Linked DNA regions of Ovis aries: region 2 is linked to region 1. Evidence: chromatin contacts called from public Hi-C data. All regions are on one chromosome and are shown on one strand. The core of a region is the stretch at or near the end of the contact, and the rest is flanking DNA. Distances in the headings are between cores, read along the strand shown. Region 1 has its middle 96 kb from the start of SLC1A4. Region 2 holds the start of AFTPH (aftiphilin).

What was found. Hi-C and Micro-C count contacts between places; a contact is called where the count stands out from the background.
Region 2: a contact with region 1 is called in a Hi-C map of liver, with 6 times the contacts expected there. The contact joins the promoter of AFTPH here to the enhancer-like site in region 1. A contact is called at or near these places in 10 of 16 Hi-C or Micro-C datasets (blood, hypothalamus, liver and 4 more).

The regions. Positions count from the first base shown.
Region 1 is chr3:43,427,571-43,434,298 of ARS-UI_Ramb_v3.0, reverse strand. It overlaps the pseudogene LOC101118177. Among named protein-coding and RNA genes, the nearest start is that of SLC1A4, 96 kb to the right of the region's middle. Within about 2 kb of position 2,393, at least 5 of the 54 cell types and tissues checked have an H3K27ac peak or open chromatin away from gene starts, as enhancers often do. A contact at or near this core is called in liver, where this site is marked.
Region 2 is chr3:43,788,903-43,795,630 of ARS-UI_Ramb_v3.0, reverse strand. AFTPH (aftiphilin) reads left to right here and starts at 2,977. Exons shown (of 10, transcript XM_060413863.1): 1 at 2,977-3,253; 2 at 3,767-3,919.

The DNA of each region.
Region 1 (6,728 bases), core at 1,144-3,643:
TCTACTCTCTTAGCAACTTTCAAGTATACAATATGGTATTATTAACTGTAGTCTATACATAAGATTATTGCTATACATTAGATTCCCCAGAACTTATTCATCTTATAACTGGAAGTTTGTCCCCTTGGATCAACATCACCCCATCTCCCCCCACCTTCCAACCGCAGCCCCTGGAAATACCATTTTACCCTCTGTTTCTAGACATTTGGCTTTTTTAGATTCCACATATTTAAGTGATAACATCTGGTATCTGTCTCTCTGTCTGATGCCCTCAAGGCCCATCCCTGTTGTTGCAAATGGCTGCATAGTAGTCCATTGTCTATATGCGCCACATTATTCGCTCGTCTGTTGACAAACACATGGGCTGTTTCCGTATCATGGCTGTTGTGACCAAGGCTAATGAACACGGGAATGCAGGCATTTCTTCAAGATCCTCTTTTCATATTCTCTGGATATATACTCAGAAGTAGGATTGTTGGATCATACGGTAGTTTTATTTTTAATTTTTTGAGGAGCATCCATACTGTCTTCCATAGTGGCTACACCAATCTGCATTCCCACTCACAATGCACAAGGGTTTCCTTTTTTATTTAAATACTTACACAAAATATTCTAGATACTGAGTTTTCATTCTCATCTTCCTCCTCATCTTCATCTAGAGTAATCTGGAAGTAACACAAATCGTAACTTTCTTTGCTGTTAGCAACTCTGTGTAACCAATCACTTAGATTATTCTTCAAATATTTTTTGCTAAAGAATTCCATGGACAGAAGAGCCTGGCGGATGCAAAGAATCAGACAGGACTGACAGACCAACACTTTCACTTTTAAGATATTTCAAATACCTTTTGGAAAAAGGCACAGCATAAGTCACAGTGATCTTGCTTTTGCTTCTTTCGACTGATATGATTGCTGCCCAGACTGCCAGCTTTTCCATTCACTTTGATTCTCTCCTGAAGAAACTGCTCAAAATTGGTGGCATCTATGATTCCATCTTCTGCAGGAAGGGTACAGTTCAGACTAAACTGCAGGACCTGCTGTTTTTTTTTGCACCCCCCCCCCCACCCCCAACAAACTTTTTTACAGGCACCATGATGGCAGCGGAGGCAGAAGGGGAGGTGGGTGAACTAGGCAGGCGCAGAAAGCCGCAGCCATCTCTTATCTTTTTGACTATAGAGGTTCTAACAAGTGTGAGGTGAGTGGGACCAAAAATATTTGAAATATTTTTGGATTGATAAGAACCCCCAAATGGGTTCAGAGTTAGCAGAGTATCTGAATCAGGAAAACGATCAATTTTCTCATATGCTTTTGACCTCACAGAGGGGGTCTGGCCACCCCCTGCAGTTGAGAACAGCAGACAGTGAATAGCCAGCTGCAACAGAGTTCTGACTCTCGCATGACACACTAGCGTCTACACCGACTAAGACTCTGCTTTCTGGTACCACAGGCCGCATCTTTCCAGTGGGTGAACTTTAAGGCAAGCTGGCCGTTAGCCGTCAGCCTGCACCTAAGACAACCTTTCTTTTACAAAAAGCCTCCCAATTCTTATTCAAAAATTACACTGTAGTTAATTTATACTTAATATCAAAACGGGAGGTCTGCAAAATGAAAACTTTTCACAGCAAGATGTTATTTGCCCTTTTCACTCTCATTTTCTCATGAATGTATAAAGCTATGTGCTTTGGGAAAACTCAGTCTGCTAGTGAGTCCAGAAGCAGATAAGAGACACCATCTGTCTTTTATTAAGCTAAACATTTTAAAAAATTGCAGGAATGTAAAATGGTGCCATACTTCTCACTTTTTTGTGTGTGAAAATACAGGTGTTTCTTAAAAATATATGGTAAGGTAGTGGATTTATTATTGCAATTTAAAGTAAATACTTTAAAATTTTCAGTTTAATTTCTAATATGGTATACAGAACACTCTTTGAGGCTCTCAGTAATGTTAAGAGCATAAAGGGGTCCTGAGATTGAGAAGTTTGAGACCCAGTCTTCTTTCTTGCCCAAATCGTAGATTGTCTACCCCAAAGTTTTCAAGTGTACAAGCTCCGCCTGCGGTTAGGTTCCACCGCGGTGAAGATCTGACATCTCATCCAGGGGGCTCAAATCTCCCCACAGCCTGAGCACCCCCACGCCTCATGCCCCCTTCCAGGGTGGGACGAGGGAACTCACGTGCAGTTGGGGGAGTAAGGGCGAAAACACAGTCACCGCCTTCACGGGACTTCTGATTTTGTGGAAGATACAGACGGATAAGCAGCTGCCCGGGAGATACCTGCCACTGCTGTTCACCAGTAACTTCCTGGGGGGAAAGCAGGTAGGTACTGCGCCAACCCTCCCTCCGGCCGCTTTGCGTCTCCCAGCCCCAGATTCGATTCCAAGATCCCAGGACCGGCGCGCCCCCTGGTGGCCGTGCCTCGTCTGCTCAGCCTTTTCCCTCTGGAGTTGCAGGAGCCCACTTCGGGTAAGACCTGAAGTTTGGGGATAGCCCCGCGGGGGCCCCATCATCGAGGTTCTGCCTGGGTCCTCCGCAGCCTCTTGTCTGTCTCTCTGCGCACTTTCACCTCCTCGGTGACTAATTCCAGGCCGCTTCTGCCTCTGTGCTAGCCATTTATGGGTGCTAGGCATCTTATGGATCCCCCCACTACAGTGCCATTGGTGGACAACAGAATATCTCATGGCAGAAATAATGTGTGGTGCAGATTGGATCCAAGTCCAAAGATTCCGATGCCAAAGTTCCACTTATTGATATGCCTAAGGGCAAATTACCTGATGTCTAAAGCAGCTCTGGATATTGACAGTTGAAGAATATTCTACACTGGGGTCAAGTTCTTTCAGGAGGGGGAAAATGAGTCTGGATCCTCTGAATCTCATTGGCTTAGGCTGGATTCCTTGCTCCTCCGGAGCTCATGGTTGTACTTTCTGCATTCTACAGTGAGCATCAAAACCCCCAAGACCTCCACCTTCTAGGACTTTTTTCTAGGAACACAGGGGCTCTGCTGTAGAAAACAGGACTCGAGTGGTTTGCTGTAAAATCCTGGAACACCTCAAAGTGGGTACGCAAGTGAGCACTTTGACCCTGGTTTGCTCAGTACAAAACAAAGCTCTAAAATCAAGGAAGGAAGCACCAAAGTTAGTCACTCAGTTGTGTCCAACTCTTTTTGACCCCTTGGACTGTAGCCCCCTACGCTCCTCTGTCCATGGGATTCTCCAGGCAAGAATACTGGAGTGGGTGGCTGTACCCTCCTCCAGGGGATCTCCTCAACACAGGGATCGAACCGGGGTTTCCTGTATTGCAGGTGGATTCTTAACTATCAGAGTCACCAGGGAAGACCACTTTTCTTTTCATCGAACCCTAGAAATTCAGAATGAGAATATCCTCAAATTGAACAGTGCTGGGGGTTGGGAGAGAGTTTTAGAGACCGCAGTGTATCCTTGGGGACCAGCCTAAGGGCTCTCCTACAGTTCTGACTCGGAGCCCATTAGCAAGAACCTACTGCCCCATTAGCAAACTCAACTGTCGTAACCTAGTGGTTTCCATGGTAACCATCAAAGAATGATCCCCTTTTCTTTTCTACAGATATTTCTCCCACCCCTCCGTGCAATATTCACTTTCAGCTATGACCTAAAACTGGATTCCATACAGATACTGTTTGCAAAGGTGTGATTTCCCCCTTTCAATCCATGTTTTAAGAAAGCGAAAGCTGTTTAATTTACACAGAAATGCCCTTCAGGTACACGGGAGTTTTTTTTTAAATTATTATTATTTGTGTACTCATTCATTTTAAATTAAAATTCTAAAAACTATTTTCCTGAAAAATTTTCAAACAAAAAAGAAACCTTCAAAATATTCTTCTTTCAATAGGTTTGAGGAAAATCTGGTCTTTGTGAAGAGTGACAAAAGGTTATGAAATAAATAACATTCTCTACAAAAGGAACTCAGGTTGTAAGCCTCAATCCTTGTTAAGGGTGTGGTGAAGATGGCATAGCCTCAGATTTTAGCCTTAAAGCACAAGAAGAATATAAACAAACTTTTAAAGTATGATAAGAAAATATAGACAGATGGAGGAAATTTTTAAAAATCAATTAATCACAATGTCCTTCCACAGTGTCTACCCATCAGCCTCCTGATCCTTCACAACCTTTCAAACGTCCACAAAGAGAAACCCAGCCAGTGAGAACACCTGCTGTTCTTGTCCTAGACAAAGGTTGGATAGACTATGGTCCTTGGGCCAGTTCTAGCCCAGGGCCTGTTTTTGTACAGCCAGTCAGCTAAGAACAGTTTTTACAGTCTTAAAGGGCTGTAAAACAAGCAAACACACCAAGAAGAGTATGCGACAGAAACTGGATGTCCACCCTCTGGCCATGTCTAATCTGTGAACCATCTCTTCTCCTGTTGGCTGCCGGAACCCTGGTGAAAGGTGGCTTTTCTTCCATCCAGGCAGCAGTAACAAGAGGTATAGCCGAAGTTGCCATGCCGACAGGGAATTCAGTTCTTAAAATAGTCAACTGTGTTCAGGCATTTTCGGGGTGGGTAGATTTGGAGGGAGGGGGTTAGGCAGAGATGATAAATGAATGAGTCAGACCCAACTGGTGACAGCTGTTCCGTCATCCCTCCCTGTAATATGGTGGGAGGGGACTCTAAAAGGTCTAAAAGACACATTTTCCATTCAAAGAGTAGGGTAGCTATGTTTCCTCGTGCTGTCTTCCTGCCTGACAGGAGGAGATTGCCCTCACCACCTCTGCTCCCTCCCGCCACCTTGTGCCCTCTTCCCTGCAGAAAACTGAAGTGGAAAACATGCCTGCTCACAAAGAGCCTGCACTGGTCCAGAGGGAGTGGGGGTGCCGGGAATTAGTTGCTCAGGCGTGGCAGGAGCCCGCAGTCATGGGGCTGCCTCAGGGCTTCCTCCGCGGGAGGCCCCAGTCCCATCATCATCTTTGTCATCATAGTCATCATCATGGGACCAAAATGAAAGTGTATCACTAAACATGTGTTTTATCCAGATAGAACAATCTGCCAACAATTGTTCTTTGAGAATCTCCTGTCACCCCTTTGTTATGTTTCCAGTGCCTGGAAAGATGAACTAAGTCTGTGTGTGTGTGTGTGTGTGTGTGTGGTTAAATAAATACAACATAAAATTGACCATTTTAACCAATTTGTAACTTACACCTCAGTAGCATTAAATATATTCACTTTGTACAACTACCACCATCTTTTCATCTTCCTATATTCTGAAACTCCACACATAATACTTCCTTCTGTATGCATCCCCACCTGCCCCCAGCCCCTGGCAACTACTTTTCTACTTCCTGTCTCTGTGAATTTGGCTATCCTAGAAGTCTTATATAAATGGAATCGCATAGTATTCGTTCTATTGTATTTAGCTTGTTTCACTTAGCGTATCTTTAAAGTGCATCCATGTATCAGAATTGCATTTCTTTTAAAGGCTGAATAATATTCTATTGGGTGTATGTATACATTTTGTGTATCCATTCATCCATCAATGGACTTGGTTTGTTTCCATCTCTTGGCTACTGTGAATAATGTTGCTATGAATTTCACTGTATGTACAGATAGCTGGTTTGAGTCCCTAATCTCAATTCTTTTGTTGACTAAGTTTATTTTCAGAAAGAAAAAAATAAGCTGGTTGGGATCCCACCCAGGATGCAAAAGATGCTTCAGCAGTATTTTAGTATCTTTTCCATCCCTTCCATTTAGAATCCATCTCTTATGAGGCCAGCAGTCCCTGGTCCCCTGTTGTCCTCCGTTTTCCAGGTTCCAGCCCTTTGCCCTTACTGCTCACTACCCCAAGGATGGTGGAGAACTTTAAGGTTGATTGTTCTTTCATGCCGGGGTCCAGCCCCGGTGGATCCAGGGTGATTTGAAGGTAGGGACGGAGTCGGGGTCCTTGGAAAAATATATATTTATCACAGATATATAGAGAGATTAGAAACGGATAGTGTAGTAGGAGATAGTGTAGAAAAAAAGGCTGAATAACTTGGTCTACGTGGAATAGCATCCATGCTCCAGATGGGAATTTAGCCAGAAAAACAGGAGCAAGAAAGAAGCGACATGGGGGAATCAGTCTTTCCGGAAACTGATCCGATTTCTTTATTTTTGGGTTTGCTGATATACCTTTTGTTACACATAGGGATGAGTACAGAGTCATGTGGGGGTCAGCAGTCCTGACCTTTATCAAAATCAGGTGCTTCACATAAATGTATAAAAAAAAGGTCTTAGGGATATTACATCATCTTCTGGCCATGAGTGAGACCTGCTGACATTTTATGATCCTTTCTTTCTGATAACCAAAAAACTTATTTTTTCCAAGGGTGTTTTTTCTTAACCCAGGCACCACCCTCCAAATAAAGTTACATTCCTATAGGGTGAGGGTGTAGTGAGTTACAATCAAGAAAGGAATCTATTTAACCCAAGGTTAACATGATTAATCTTAAAGGTTAATACTTATTTCTCCTATATGCTTAAAGGTTAATGCTTATTTCTCCTATATGCTAGTTATATTCGTTATAAAGGCAGGGAACATGGAGATTTAGCAGCAAACATCAGCCCAACAAATGAAAATCCTTTCACCAATGTTCCCCTTAAGATCTAGTCTTAAGATAGTGATAAAGTTACATTTTTACATAGCAAGGACACAGTGATTTATAACAAAGTACAGTGATCTATTACAAAAGAGAAAATGCATTAACTCAAAAAGTTTAGTATTGCTAA
Region 2 (6,728 bases), core at 1,728-4,227, 360 kb before region 1:
GTTGAGAACATGTGGTCTAGTTCCATTCTCTTATTTGACATATAAGAAGACTGAGCTCCTAAGAGGTTAAGCAGTTCACACAAAATCAAAGTGACAATAGAGCCTGTTGGTAGACTCAGGTCTACCTATTGCTTTTGCCATACATCACATGGGTGGGGCTTTGTGCTTGCTTGTGTCTTGATTTCTCACACAATATAGTATGAGTTAAATCCCTTTCAACTGTTAGTCTACAAAGTAAAATTCAATCTTTTTCTCTTTTATTATTATTATTAATTATTATTTACTGCTGGTGAGAAGGTAGTAAAATTCATATACTCCTGTATTACTGGTTTTGTAAATCAACAGTCTTTTGGTAAATAATATGAGATGATGAAGTGCCAATAAAACATTGAGCCTTTTGGCTTAATTGTTTTCATATTGAGAAAAAAAACTCCTAAAACTGGACAAAGCCACAAGCACAAGAGCAACACAGTATCATTTGTAATAGTGGAAAATATCCACAAACAGGATAATGGATAAGTCACGTATATCCACTCCATTGAATACTATGTAGGCAATTAAAATCAAAGTTTTATAAAATGTTAAGTAACAGGATGAAATACTTAAAACATAATATTAAGTGAGAAAAGGGATACAAAATTGGTTTACACGATGGTGACAATTTTGTAAAGAGCATAAGAGAAAAAATTAGAAGTAACTACAACAAATGGTAACTAGTCATTCAATGTTTCTTGATGCAAAATCTTAAGTAATTATGGCCATAACTTTAAAAAAAAGTAAATAAAAAGATCACTGGATCCAAATGCAATGGGTTTTAATAATTCTTCCTCATCCATTCATCTTAAAAATATTCAGAGCTATTTTCTTTTTGTAATACAATTTCATAAGCATTGGAATGCTGCCTCCAAAATTATGTGTAACATTACCAATTACAAGTTGGTTGATTGCTCTCAAGTCAGCTGGCCAAACGCGGACTCAACAGCTCTACACAATGTTGGACACTGATTTCTCTATTGTTGTCCTTAAGTGAATAGAACTGGCTTCTGCAGTTACCTCACAAAAATCATTCTGTAATATTTTATGCATGAAATTAGGAAGATTTTTCTGAAAGCAGAGTTTTCTTTTTAAAGTTTTGATGTTTAAATTTATTATTTCGTTTTAAACATTTTCTTGATGATGAGTCTGGTTTTTGTCGTATGTTCTGCTATTTCTGCTTAGTTGAGCTATCAAATTGTAACAGCTATGAATATATCTAAAATCAATTCATTTCCAGTCTCTAAACACATAACGTAGATAGTTTTCTTTCCTTCCCAGTCAATAAACATTTATAGTGAAATACATATACATATACATACACATATACATATACATATACATACATGGCTTCCCTGGAGGCTCAGTGGTAAAGAACCCGCCTGCCAATGCAAGAGACACTGGTTCAATCCTTGGATAGGGAGGATCCCCTGGAGAAGCAAATGTCAACCTGCTCCAGTATTCTTGCCTGGGAAATCCCATGGACAGAGGAGTCGGGCGAGCTATATAGTACATGAAGTCGCAAAGAGTCGGACTCTGCTGAGAGATTGAGCACGAACTACAAGCTCCCATACCAGCAGGGGGCGAAATACAATAGGGATAAATTTGACAAGCTGTATATAGATTTTTCTTGCTTTAGTGACTGAGCAATAACAAAAATCCAGCACCACCACCGCAAAACAATTGACACTCCAATTTAAAGTGATGCAGTCTCCGTGTATCTTACAGCAATTGAGTTGTAAAGGGACAAATGCGGGTCTATTTTAGCGCTCCAAGTTAAGTCGTCTAGAACATTGCAGAGGCGGGATAAACCGTGATGAACTGCTTTTGTCCTTATCTTCCCTCTGATTTGTATAATTCCTCCACTCAAAAGGGTGGACACTTCTCTGTGGCTGAGGGGGGTGTTTTCCATCCTTGTTTCTTTGCGTAGCTGCTGAGCTTTGCTGTTTGGGAACTATTTTAAATTATTCAAATTGCCTGTGCAGGTTTGGCGAAAGTAAGAAGGAGCAGCCGGTACCGCTCACGATTGCCGGATAGGATCCCAGGCTCATCATCCCAGACGATAACAATAATCCCCTCAATCTTGCAATCTGGCTTTTACAGTGGCTGGTGTTCTAACAGATATTCATTACAATGGAAGGGGAAAGGTTATAAAAACGCAAACGATCAAGACTGACGATAGAAAAATGTTATGACGGCTGTTATAGAAACGCGGAAGTTAATTTTATTTCTTTACTTTAATCGAATAGTCTTATGCAGCATATATGAATAAACGACCACCGTTCAATCTGTTAGCAGGATCCCCAAAATTTTTGTTGTTGTTGGTCTCAAAGCCGGTTTTCAGTTCGGCGGGTGCCTTCCCTCTTGCTTCCCATTTTAAATTTGATTTAACTCTTCTTATATATCAACTTCCTCTTCTGTCAGCGTAAATTAAAAAGAGGAAGGGACTTAGACTGTGAACGAAAAAGTCGTTTTTCGTGGCGAAAAGGGCAAGCTAATAAGTGCTCTCCAGTAGGTTTCTGGTGAAGATACAGTTCCGTACCTCAAACCTTTGCAAATTTTACTTGGAGAGCAAGAGAGTTAAGACGGTCCCGAGCTGAACGTTAATCTTAGCAGGCTGAGGAGCACCTGCCCCTTGCCCGGAGCGCTGCCTCAGGAGCGGCGGAGTGCGGGAGGACGTCTTTCCCCCCACCCCACAGCTCGATGACTCGCTAGGAAGTCAGGGAAAAGGGCAGCTTGCCCGCACCCAAAATGGCTGCCGGCGCTCTGCACGATGGCGCCTGCGCACGGGGTAAGCATTCTGTGACACTGATTCCCCCTGTGTGTCCTCCCACCCCCCACCCCCCTTCTGCACCCACCAGCGCCGGGCCCCGACCTAGCCACCTGCGCCCGGAAGTGACGTTTCAGCGGCAGCGGTTCCCCCGCTGCATGATGGGAGAGTGTGTGGAGTGGGCGGGGGGTCTCCGCGGAGGAGGAGGTGGAGGCGGTGGCGGCGACGGCGGCGGCGGCGGAAGAGGGCGGAGGGTAATGGGATGGGGGTCTCGCGGCAGCACTGAAACTCCGGGTGGGCGTCCATGGCGCTGCTTCGCTGACAGGGCTGTGAACAGCCTGCCTTCCGCTCTCACCAGCGCCGCGTCCGAATAGCCGGTCCTTCCCCGGGGAGCCAGTTCCTCCCCGGGCCCCTGAGCCATGCCCATCGCGGCCGCCCCGGATGAACCAGGTAAGCTTCACCAGCTTTCCCAGCCGTGCGGGGGAAGGAGGTTAGGGGATTTGGCCCGGCCCACCGGTCGGATCCTCGCCTGGGCCGGGGACACCTGCCCGCTGCGGAGCCGGGGGCTGCGGGGACGTTGCCGGCTCTGCGGGCCTGCGGGCTCCCGGCTCTGTCCTCTTCTACAGCGGGTGCGGGGACGCCGGCGGCGGCGGCGCCTGAGGCGCACGGCCCCTCCTCGCCCTCCCGGGCACCGGCCGGCGAAGTGAGAGCTTTTCCCACGTCCCTGGCCGCCGCCGGCTCCCCCTGCCCCTCCACTTCCACCTGCCCTCGGCTTCGCACCGGCCGCTCCCTCCCGGGAGCTTGTTGAGAAGTTTGGGGCTTTGCTCCGGCTTCCTCTTTCTCCCTCCCCCTCCCTCGTGACAGGTGTAAACACTGCCTGCTTCGCCCAGGCCCCAGGCCAGCGGCGACCAGAGTGTGCTGCTTCCTAGGGTCTCTGAAGCAAACACCTTTTGAATCCTCCAGCAGGCAGAGGAGACGGCACCAAAGCTCATTCATCCCTTCCTGAGAGGACCTTTTCTGCTCCCTTCTTGCACTCCCTAAGAAATCATCGGCATCCCCTTCCCAGACTGCGTGCGAAAAGTTGGACCATTATTCTTGAAGTGCCCAGTTTGGCAGGTGCTACATCTTTCTTGGGCAGGGGACATAGTATAAGGTAAATGGTGATAGGAAGCTTTCACCAGTGGGAAAGTACTGGGAATGTTTAGGTTTTACTCTTGGTGGTTAGTTCACGTTGATTTCCCACTGAATCTTCCGTTGGGGCCAAGGGAAGGACTAACCCAGACATGGAAATATTTTACTGGGGAGCAAATGAAACAAAATCGGTAGTTCCGTTTCAAAGTTCTCGCTTTAGGAGAAGTAAAACTCTTGAACTTTAATCCTCCCTTTCACCAGCTACGTTTTAGTCTTTTTGGTAGAATGGGAGGCGGAGATAGTTTAATCTTTGAGGTTGCATTTAACTATTGCTTTCCGTTAACCTTTTAGACGTGAGTATATGCCAAAACTCTAAGGGAAACAGCTGTTTGAACGCTGTCGTGTTGGTACAATCTACACAGTTACTCTACATGTTATGTGCTTTGCCAGCTTCGTCAGTATTGGCCTTTGTAGTAGTCATTTTTAATTCTTTGCAGAAATATTTAAAGAATTTATGGTAGTCTTCAAATTTTTGTTCATGAAGATATCTCACATGGATTAAAAAACAGATCCTGTGTAAAACATCTAGACCAGTAAATGTTAACCTTTATTAAGTGCTCATTAGATAGAAATCGTCCATTTATTATCTTTAGATATATTAATCTTCAAGGCATAGATATCTTTTTATAGATATCTATTAAAAACATAGATAAATCTTTTTAAAGTGCTTGAAAGAAATTCACTAGAATTCACATAGTATGTAGGACATTTAGGTTTTGATATTTTCTGATCTTTTGACCTAGAGACTATTATGAAAGTAATCTTGTACTCAAAGAAAATACATCCACAATTGCATTGATAAATTTTACAGAATCCAATTGCCTATGAAAATCTTGTAATCTAGGTGAATCCTATTTTAAAATAGAGCATTTTAAATTTTAATTTCTTCCTATTTAGAGAAAAACTGGTTCAGAGAAATAGTGAAATTTATCAAATGTTTTATTTTGTGTGAAATGATAAAGTGCCTCCCTTAATAGTTTAATAAATCTTTGATTAGCAGCTCATTGAGGGATTACCCCTTTTCTCCCTACCTACCCCCAAAAACTCATAAAAGGAGGACATTAAATTTTTAGGTATTTTTAAACGATCACACATTATTTAAACTAAATGTTCATATTCTTGTTTAATTTTATCTAGAATTTGTGAGTTAAAAAATACCCATACATATCATTTTGATAATTAATCTTTTCTCAATCAGTGTGTATGCACACATATACATAACATAACACACACAGTCATAGATTCCTTTGCAACTTTATATGATGTTACTAAACCAATACTCACTACCTATGAGCAAGATATTTATTTTTAGCCTTTGCAGCTTGCTGGATCTTAGTTCCCCCAGCAAGGATTGAACCCATGCCCTTGGCAATGAAAGTGGGGAGTCTTAATTACTGGTTTGCCAGGGAACTCCCAGCAAGATTCTTTTCTGAGTGATTTATATACACTCATTTAACTCACTTAATACTCACAACAGCCCTGTAAACTAGGAGATGGTATTATCCCCACTTTTCAGAAAGGAAACTTAGGCACAGAGATGTTAGGTAACTTGCCTGAGGTCAAGCAACTGATGACAGAGACGGGATTTAATAGGTTTATTTATCATATTTATATAGTTTTTAAAGCATGCCAATACAGTATATTTTATAGGAGTCGTATGGCATCACCAACTCAATGGACATGAATTTGAGGAAACTCCAGGAGATGGTGAAGGACAAGGGAGCCTGACATGCTGCAGTCCACGGGGTCACAAAAAGTCAAACACGACTTTTAATGACTGAATGACAACAACAAATAATATGTGACAGAAGTATGAAAACATGCATTGCAATGGTAAACTCCAAATCAAAGTAAAAGTTACTTCTGGAGAACTGGAGAGGAATGAAGGATCTGGGAAGAGCCCATGGCTTTTCAACTGTAACTTTTAAATCTGAGGCAGAGTTGGTAAAGATTAAGATTTAACACAGCCGGGTGGTGTCATATGTGTTTTTCTAAACTTGGTTGTTCCCTTGAAATCATAGTAAAATACAAAGTTCAGATTTTTCCTTTAAAAACAAAGTATCACTCTGTCTTTCAACAGTGTATATTTAAAAAGAGGGCAGGAAGGAGTTAGTGTTATTTTGTGTTGATTTCCTTTTAAAATATAAGAAGTTTTAGTTTAAAAACATTTGAATGAAGAATTGTTGGCCTCCTGAGCTTCCTCTGCAGTAACTTCCCTTGCTTAGGCTCTCCTTTACCAGCTGCCAGCCATCTCAACAGCCCTATATCACACTTCCAGTTTCTATTTCTGGCCTCAGCCTAGGGTAGGGCTTAGGGGTCTGGATTAGGACCTATTGCCTGGGAAAGCGAAAGGTCTGAAACTATATGGAGGAGAAGAGGGACGCGGGGAAGTAAGGAGCTTGGGAAAAGTGAAAAAAAGAGGAAAAATAGGAAATGTAAGGCTCCATCCTATTATTTTTCAGTCACCACCATTCCTGTTCCAAGTAACTAACTTAAATAAACCTTGTGAAAATAAATTGTTAATAAATTAAAGGTTGTCTGTATGCTTAAAACTTAATTTACAAGCACTATTTTGGTGAGTAGTTCCCAGAGGAAAATTAAGTTGTAAATTAGAATAAATTCACTGCGTGTTCTATTTATATAAATATTTATAGCATGCCACAAACCTTTCCAACTAAATATCTTCTAACATCATGGTATTCTCTTCCTTCCATTCATATAGCAAATACGTATT